Linked DNA regions of Sus scrofa: region 1 is linked to region 2. A link is a contact called in public Hi-C data. All regions are on one chromosome and are shown on one strand. The core of a region is the stretch at or near the end of the contact, and the rest is flanking DNA. Distances in the headings are between cores, read along the strand shown. Region 1 overlaps LOC110260790 (a long non-coding RNA gene). Region 2 overlaps CFAP54 (cilia- and flagella-associated protein 54).

Evidence for each region. A called contact is a pair of places that touch in the nucleus more often than the background predicts.
Region 1: a Hi-C map of alveolar macrophages shows a contact between it and region 2, with 5 times the contacts expected there. A contact is called at or near these places in 19 of 47 Hi-C or Micro-C datasets (alveolar macrophages, brain, embryonic fibroblasts and 13 more) and 2 of 2 datasets of targeted methods (alveolar macrophages and skeletal muscle).

Annotation. Positions count from the first base shown.
Region 1 is chr5:87,463,391-87,468,326 of Sscrofa11.1, forward strand. All of the region lies in intron 2 of LOC110260790 (a long non-coding RNA gene), which reads right to left. Among named protein-coding and RNA genes, the nearest start is that of TRNAD-GUC, 20 kb to the right of the region's middle.
Region 2 is chr5:87,079,965-87,085,022 of Sscrofa11.1, forward strand. It overlaps CFAP54 (cilia- and flagella-associated protein 54), which reads right to left. Exons shown (of 68, transcript XM_021092730.1): 4 at 4,763-4,934; 5 at 763-821. Among named protein-coding and RNA genes, the nearest start is that of CFAP54, 20 kb to the right of the region's middle.

The sequences.
Region 1 (4,936 bases), core at 1,816-4,315, 380 kb after region 2:
CAATGTAGGCTAAGATGCTCCACCAAAGAAACCCCAAGATATACTGGTTCAAGCAACATAGTTTATTTCTTATTCACATAATAGTCTACAGGTAGATTTAGGGTATGTATGTGGCTTTGTCCCATAAGCTCATGTAAGGACCAGGTTTTTACAGTTATTTAAGTTCCTCCCAGCTTTATGACCTTGCTCTCATGAGCAGAGGTGGCTCACTACTGCCTTATCCTTGTCCAAGCCTGGGGACAAGGACTAGAGGGCTCAGAGAGGAAGCAGCTTCCTTTAAAGAATGGAACCCTGAAACTATAAACAAAACCAAAAGACAACCCACAAAATGGGAGAAAATATTGGCACAGTGAGCAACAAGGGATTCATCTCCAAAATATACAAACAACTCATGCAGCTCTACATTTAAAAAAAAAATCAAAAATGGGCAGAATATCTGAATAGACATTTCTCCAGGAAGATTAACAGCTGGCCAAAAAGCACATGAAAAGATGTTCAACATCACTAATTATTAGAGAAATGCAAATCAAAACTACAATGAAGTACCACCTCACCCAAGTCAGAATGGCCACCATCGAAGAATCTACAAACAGGAGTTTCCCTCCTGGCTTAGTGGAAACGAACCCAACCAGTATCCATGAAGATGCAGGTTCAATCCCTGGTTCTGCTCAGTGGGTTAAGGATCTGGCATTGCCATGAGCTACAGTGTAGGTCATAGATGTGGCTCAGATCCTGCATGGCTGTGGCATAGGTTGACAGCTGTAGCTCTGATTAGACCCTTAGCCTGGGAACTTCCAAATGCCATGGGTGTGACCCTAAAAAGACAAAAAACAAAAACAAAAAACACTAAAAACAGAACTACCAGTGGGATGATTCAGCAATCCCACTCCTGGGCATCTATCTGGAGAAAACCATAATTGAAAAGATACATGCACTCCAGTGTTCATAACAGCACTCATTACAATAGCCAAGACATGGAAGCAAACTCAATGTCCATCCACAGAGGAGTGGATCAAGAAGATGTGGTGCTGGTACACCATGGAATATTACTCAGCCATTAAAAAGAACAAAACAATGCCATTTGCAGGAACAGGGATGGACCTATAAATAATCATACTAAGTGAAGTCAGTCAGACAAAGACGAATATCATATGCTATTTTTTGTGATATCGCTTTCATATGAAATCTATTTTTAAAATGAAACAAATGAACTTATTTACAAAACAGAAAAAAAAACCTCACAAAATAAATCAAACTATAGTTACCAAAGGGGAAAATTGAGAGGAGAGATAAATTAGATATTTGGGATTCATATATACATACGACCGCATATAAAATAGATAACCAACAAGGATCTACTAGATAGCACAGGGAACTCAACTCTATATAGGGAACCTATGTTGGAAAAGAAGCTGAAAAGATAGAAGATATATACATGCATATCCGATTCACCTTGCTATACACCTGAAACTAAGACTGCTGTAAAATTGCCCTACTCCAATATACAATAAAAATTAAATAGTAAAAAAAGAGTGGAACCCTGAACTTGCAAATGTCATTTCTGCTCATATCCACCAGACCAGGATTCAGTCACACGGCCACATCAAACGGCCGGGGAGGCTCGGGCAGCTCTGGATCCAGCCCAAATTCATAGGCTGTTATTTAAAGACAGGAAGAGACCTGTCAATGAGGAACCCTGAGGAGTCTCTGCCACCTTCTCTGCAGTTTAGTTCTCGCTTCTACAAAAGGAGAGCGTGGTTTTGATGATTAAATGTAACCCCAGAGAGCGAGTAGCACTGTGTTAGTGCAGAGCAGGTGTCCAGTAAATGTGAGTTTATATCATGACACTGTGTGCCTCCCAGCTTCCGCTCCATGCTGGGTCATAAAGTAGGTGCCAAGGGAAGTGTGACCACGAATGATCCGGGGACATTGGAGGCTCACTCCACTGGGTGCTGGCCTCCTGGATGAGGAAGGACTGGCTGGGCTAACGATACAGGGATAGGGCACACTGCCTGGCCCTCACACCGAGCCTGGCTCCCCTGAGGCTCTGGACAAAGGCGTGGCATAATGAATTGCATCATCTCCTTATGAACACGGAGCAGGTTCAGCCTGGAGAGGAGAGAAAGGAAGGAGAGACGCCAAAGGCAGAAAATGATGGGAGGAGGAAAGGAGGACAATGGAGGGAAATGAGAGGGGCCAGCACTTGGTGTGAATTAGAAAAAGACTCCCCTTCCTCAAGACACGCTACCGCCTCCTGTCTCAACGTGGCGGGACCATATGAACGTAGGCTGAGTATGATGTGAATGGTACCCTCTAGAGTTGTTCAGCTTACAACCTGCCCTAGAAAAGCCATATAAAGGTTGAGGGACTGGTTGGGGGCCAGAGGTGGGGGAGTGTGGGGTGGAGGGGATGGCAGGAAATAAGAAAGAAAAGCCACACTGATAAGAAGTATGAGAATAGAGATTAGAAATAAATGTGATATCATCAACTAAATTGTGTTCCCCCCCAAATTCATATGTTGATGGCCTAACCCCAGTGTGACTGTAGATGGAGCTTAGGGCCCTTAGGGAGGTAATTCAGGTTAAATCGGGTTATAAGAGTGGGGCCCAAATCTAACATGACTGGTGACTTTATAAGAAGAGGAAGTGACACCAAAGTCTCTCTTCCCACGCAGGCACAGAGAAGGGGCCGATGCAGTGAGAAGGCGGCTGGGCATAAGCCAAGAGAGGCCCCACCAGAAACCCGCCCTGGAGACACCTTGATCTTGAACTTCCAGCCTCTAGAGCTGTGAGAAAATAGATGTCTGTCACTTCAGCCACCCAGTCTTTTGTTATGACAGCCTGAGCAGAGGAATCCAGTGGGGAAAAGCGAAAAGGTTCATCACAGTAGAAAGAAAGCAGAGATGAGAGAAAAAGGCGGGCCTGGAGGCAGAAGAAGTTCAGTTCTTTTCTCCACGCTGTGCACCTGAGACCTCGGGAGGGCGTTTCAAAGAAAGCACAGTCCCTGGGGGGGGGGGTGGGGGTGGTTCAGGCCTTATAAGTGAGGCGCTACCGCCACCTGGTGGCAACACACTTAATGCAGCCGCGCATGCATTCAGCAAACATCTCTTGAGCGGCTGCCCTGTGCAGGGAAGGGTGACCAGCAAAGGGAATATTATCAAACCCTGATTAATACCTACTATGTGCCAAGCTCTGTCTCACTGCTTTACATAAAACAGTGAGTTATGCTTTACGCCACAACCCTCTGGGTATTATTATCTCTGTATTAAAGAGGAGAAAACTGAAATACTGAGAAATTCAATAACGTGCCCAAGAGCCCACAGCTAATAAGTGAGAGACGGGCATCCTTGAACCGGGCACTCTGGCTCCAGAACTCTTTATAGACATGTTCTCTGCCCTTACAGTTTCTTATTAATAAGAGATAACCAGTTTGAAGGAATTGTGTAAAATACTAATATTTAAAATGTGGGCATATTGTTTTATTCTTTATCGATTCTTTTTTTTTTTTTTTTTTTTTTGGTCTTTTGTCTTTTTAGGGCCGCACCTGTGGCATATTGCCAGGCTAGGGGTCTAACTGGAGCTGTAGCTGCCAGCGTCCACCAGAGCCTCAGCAATGGGACATCTGAGCGCATCTGCAACCTACACCACAGCTCACGGCAACACGGGATCCTTAACCCACTGAGCGAGGCCAGGGATCGAACCCACAACCTCATGGTTCCTAGTCGGATTCATTTCTGCTGCACCAGAGGGGAACTCCCGATTCTATTTTTGATTCACCATCAAGGATCTTCCTCTTCACTAAAAGAAGCCACATTCAACTGACTCACTGGCTTAGGACACTGGCCCAGACTAGAAGGGTTTTAACACATAGAAAGTCCACATTCCATAGGAGCTATCTTAGCAAAAGGGAGAGGGATAGACGGGAGATAAGCAGAAGGCAGAGCAGGAGAAGGGAGAGAGAGAGAAGCGAGAGGGCAGACACCAGTCACTGCTTAAAATTTAATTGTAACGAATTATATTAGATTGAATCACAAATTCAGTTCCTCAGTTGCACTCGTCCCGTCTCAATGGCTCCATCCCCACATGTCGCTGACGCTGCCATAACAGACTACATAAATATAGGACATTTCCCCCACCGCAGAAAGTTCCATGGGGCCGTTCTGCGGGAGACCCCTCATGCTGAAGAGTCGAGTCCTCCCCATGGCTGATCTGGGCGTGGGTCACAAGAGACCTTCTTACAGCGGGGACTCTGCACACCAGTGACAAAGCTGGTGAGCAGAAGGGCAGTAATCCCAAAGAAAAACAGACAGCGCCTCTCCTTCTGTCACCTGTCACCTGTCCCAGGGTTGGGCTGAAAGAGAAGAGGTTCTTTTCCAGGTGCTGGGATGGGAGCACGAGGGGTCTCGCCCCCACCCCCTTCCACGGGGGCCTGGAGCTGCCTATCGGGGCTCCTTCGGGGTGTCTGCCTGCTTGGCTGGTGGGCAGAGAAGCAAGAGCAACCGCACCTCCCAGTCTGCATTTCGCTCGGGGCCTTTGCTCATAGGTGCTGCTCCATTCAAACTGTTTGGGAGCTGCCCAGTGTCTATGCTTCTGAGCTCCTGGACCTGCCCTTATGTGTCTGCTGAGTAAGAGTTCCTTTTTGTGTGTGTGTGTGTGTGTGTGAAATGTTTATTTTCTTACACTTGAGCCTCTGATTCTCCTTAATTTCCCCACTTACAATAAACTGGCAGCGATAGGTGATTTAGACAGGCTGGTAAAATTAAATTTTAATTTAGGCCAGAAAGAAGTTTACTAAAACAGCGCAGATATAAACACACCGAGTGGGGTAGCACCTGAGCTAACTACTGTCCTATCCCACCCTGTGTCACCGCCTCACTAGTTCCGTGTCTGGTATCTGTTTTTTCCCTTTCAATCCACCCCAGTCTGAGTCCCTGGGT
Region 2 (5,058 bases), core at 1,092-3,591:
GCGTGGTCTCAAGGGGAGTGTATTTCCCCTTATTTTTGCCTACATTCCAATGACTAGACAATGAACACAGAGGAAAAACCCATTTCTCCTGAAGACAGAGGTGCTACCAATGTGGTAAGGAAGTCATCTTAAGTGTCAGCCACTTCCCCGAGCTAAAACGGAGCAGTGAGCATCTTACTAGCAAATAAAGTCGGCTCATGACTGGGACATAGTTTAGGTGTTTATTTATCCAATTAGTATCTGAGCCATAAGCATAGTCCAAGCTCTTCCAACAAAATGCAGTCCAAGCTCCAGAGCATGACATAGAGAGGCTAACCACTGGTGATCATCCAAGCCAGGACACACTGAAGGGTGAAAGTGGGCACCAATAATCATGCCAGGACAAAAGGCATAAACAAGGACTGTCCTGGGCAAGCCAGAATGGATGGACACCCTACCTAGAGGTATAGCTGCCAGATGAGGGGTCAGTATCATATTGACAAGTTATGACAATGTCCCTGTGGGAGACCAAGGGACAAGGGAGAAATACCTATCAATTTTAGAAAGTCTTTCTTTTCATTAATACTTTATGGTCTGCATTTTTACGTATGGTCATGTTAAAGTAAAACTAAGAACAGTAAACCTATGTAATATATATATCTATTTATTCCCTAATTTTTTTTTACATAATTCACTAAATTTTCTTTACTTAGCATTCAATTCTAACAAGTCTTAAAAAAAGAGGAATTACATAAGAAGATATTTTGTCAGTAAATTTCATACCTTGGAAGAGTGACCTATGATCATCAGCTTTCTGCAAATGGTGTAAATGTAAATGGTACCTGGATGGAGAAAAACATTCACATGTTTTGCAGTCAGATGGTGGAATTTTACCTTTCAATTTCTATAGTTTAAGCTGGTGTTTCCCAAAACAAGTGATCACCTGAAAATACATGATAGTGGCTGGAGACGTTTAATCATTACAAATTTTTTGTAACTTGTAGCCAAATCACTGGCAGTTTAAGTTTTGAAATATGCTAAACAAAAGAATATTTCAGTCACATAATTTATGTACCTTATGGTTTTATTAATTCACATAAAATGATATTGGTTCCCTCACAGCTGAAAAACTGAAGATTTATCTCCCAATAAGATTAGAATACATATTTAATCAGATGGCACAAGGAAACTCATAATTTAAAAATCATAATGCATAATAGGTTGCATTGTATTCATTCACTGTGTCATATAATATTTATCCCATCATTAAGGTATGTCCTTTAAGTACTCTAATGAAAATGCCATTTTCAACTCCTATTTAAGATCATTCAAGTGCGATTTTTTTTAATAAAACTGCTAATTAAATGAAGATAGAAGACTCATTTCATGGCAGCATTTGGAGGATGAGTGGGGAATGACAGTACCATTCATTTCTCCATATACAAAGGACATTACAAAATAACCTAAAAGACAGTATTCCATGCTTCAAAAAGGCATGTAACTAAAATGAAAGCAATCTAAATGTTTTCTATGAAATAGCTGATCTAAAATTCATAACCACCAAAATCCAACAATTTGAAATCCTACGTCCATGTTAAAACTTTAAAAGCTTCTAAGAAAACAGTATCTGCTCTAAAACACACACCCCTTGATTAAAATACACCTGCAGGAGTTCCCACTGTGGCACTGTGGAAATGAATCTGACTAGTAACCACGAGAATGTGGCTTCAATCCCCAGCCTCGCTCAGTGGGTGAAGGATCCGGTGTTGCCGTGTGCTGTGGTGTAGGTCGCAGACGTGGCTCAGATCCCATGTTGTTGTGGCTGTGGTGCAGGCTGGCAGCTGTAGCTCACATTGGACCCCTAGCCTGGGACCTTCCATATGCCACAGGTGCAGCCCTAAAAAAGACAAAACAAACAAACAAAAAAAAAAACACCTGTAAGCACAGTAAACATTACACAAAAAAGTGACACAAAGATATATTGGACAAAATCTTAAACACTTCTAGTACCATAAACTTCACAGAGAATGCAACAAGTTCTTAGCATTCCGAAACAGCATTCTCAGTGTGCCTGCTCCCGTGACATAGTTATTTATCTCATGTAAGATCCACAGGGATAAAAAAACCACTCCACTAGTAAGAGCTCACACTCAGCATTCTTATCACAGCTTGGTTTTGTTGACCCAACTGTTTGTTTCTCAGAAGAGAAAAAAAAAAAAATCACCAAGTAAGGATATGCATAGGAAACATATGACTCTCCACAAAACACATGATTCGGGCATAAGCCAGGAGCCCAGACAAACATTCAGCAAAGGGAATGAGGAAATTTCAGAAGGCCCCAGGAGACAGCCCTCAAGAATAACAAGGGCCCTTTGTATTTCGAAGATGTGCCCTTAACCTTTGCAGCCCTAGCGCATTCTGACTCTAACTGAACCCCTCAGGATCTTGGCAGGGCTCACAGATCCACTGCAGAAGCCCAAGAGAGAGAGTAAATGGCTCAAATGGAGCACAGACTGAATTTTTACAATCTCAGCATATCTTTGGAAGTTTGATTTTTAACCATAAGCCTAATACGAGTTTGCCTCTTTGTCATATGATTCCTTTTCATCGAGGATGGCTACCATTAAAATAATCTGACTACTGGAGGGTTAAAATGAGTTCAGTTTAGTTGAGAAGTCAGGTGTTACCCAGTACTCATTCTCCCAATTAGATGTTGTGAAAGAACGAAGATGAGTTAAAATCTCTGAAGACACCAAGGCTGTGTATGCACAGTAGTCAGTTAGAAGTAAAGAGTGTAAATGTCTAACTGGAAAGGTCAAATGTATTTTGAGAAATTGACTGCAGGTCAATTTATTTTCTCATGATTAAATTCCAAAGTTTTAAAACGACGAAGCCTTTGCACTTGCTAATCTCCCAGGTGGAATGCCCTTTCCGCAAATATCCAGATGTCTCAGTCAGGTATTTACTCAAACGTCATCTGGGGTGAGGCCTTCCCTGAGCATTCTGCATTGAATTGCAGCCTGGCCCCAGCTGGCTGCGGCCGTGCCTATGCTCTCCCTAACCCTTCTCAGCTTTCTTCTCCGCCACAGCACTCAGCACCATGACACGCCATTTATTTTTGATTTGTCATCTCTCTGAAGCATTATGTAAGCATGAGAACGGGGCTTTTGTCTATCACCTACTCCTGTGTCCCTAAGCATCTAGAACAATGCCTGGCATTTAATAAGCTTGAGATGAATTAATTAAAACAGGGACAGTAGTTAGTGAAACTAAGGATATGTGTCTCCCACAATCCAGCAATTTCACTCCTGGGCATAATTCCCAGAAAACTCTCACACAGGTCTATAAAAGGACTCAGGCAAGGATGTTCACTGCAGAATCATTTGTGCAATTAGAGAGGTAGGGCAAACCGGGTGCCCATTCCTATGTGTGTATGGGCATCTGGAATACAATTCAGCAGGCAGAGTTAATGAACTAAATTTATATATGGGAACATGGCTCGAGTCTAAAACCACAATGTTGAGCAGAAAACTATTTAGGAACCAAAATAAAATCTAGAACATGATGCCGTATGTATTTGAAAAAAAAAAAAAAAGCAAAGCACATGCCAGAAAAAGGATGTACAAGATGCAGACACTGTTCAACCTTTTTTAAAAACTAATAATAACAGTGGGAGGTTTTGTGTGTGATCTTAAGAGGATATCAGTCAGAGAGTCACGCTGCATCGTTTCCACAGTCCAAGCAAAGCCTGACCCAAGGGCCGAACCCTCGGGCCTATCACTCCTCCCTGAGCACAGATGCTCTGCTCCTGCTCGTCCCTGCCAAGAGGTGTGAGCAGTTCAGGTGAAGAGATGGCTGGGCAACTTTGAGGATGATGAGCCACAAAAGCTTAACCATCACTGGACTGAAAGATTTCTTCCAAAGTCAGCCTCATCTCTGGGAGCAAATGTAAGGTCTAATTACAATCAAAATGTCAAAAATATGACTTGGGGAGCGTGAGGGAGAAAAAGGCAATGTACTGTCAGCTGCCACAGACGAGAAAGGATCCAATATGCTTTCTTTCAAGTTATTTTGTCCTGGTTGTATGCACACGGAACACACTGTCATTATTTTTCTTTCAAGAATATGTTATCCAGAGAATTATAACTTCAAGCTGTAATTTTAAAGAGAATTTTGGTTGACTTTAAATTGTAACTCTTAAAAGGGAAATCGAATGCTACATTTTGATAAGATTCATTTCATGAGACTTATACAATGCATATATCGGTATATATTTTTATCTATACAATATATAGATGTGTATGTGTATATGTGTATATAAATTCGCTATACACACACACACACACACACACATGCACATTCTCAGATCTCCTCACTCAAAAACAGGTAAGAGGAGAAAGCTGATATGTAGAAAGCCCTAGTATTCAGGGAAACGGCCCATAAATGGATGATGCTTAGAAAAACAATCTAACCTGCAGGGGTCTTTCCATCCCTTTCCACGTATATTTATTTACTAATTGTGGCCCCTATTTTGTACTTTTGTGAATCTGATTATCCGAACAGCCTCTAACCCTTCCTTGGGCATAAAACCCAAAGACAAGCTCTCTAAGTCCCTGCTCATGAGGACAAACTAAAATGGAATAAAAATGTTTTAAAAAGTCACGTCTGTCTTATTATGACATGAACATGTTTTAAGTCACAAGGTAATCAAGGCACTGACAAACTTGTCATTTAAATAACTTTCTGAAGGACACAATGAAACATCCAACACAATGATAAATACCATTGAAGATAATCCAGCAAAGGTGCTCCTGTGGCAAAGCCGCCTGCATGATGAGTCTCAAGGAGGACAAGATGTGCAGACAATGGATCACAGATTCTCTATTCTGCAGGTTTGTGTCACTGTCACAGACTAGCTGGTAGCTGCAAATATTTTTGCCATTTAAAGCATGAAACTGAAACACATGAGAAAAAAATAAGAATATAAATAGGGTTTATGCAACTTAGGAGAGCACTTCTTAAAATGTAAAAAACTAAAATGGAAACAATTCTGCTTAATTAATTCCACAGATTAGAATA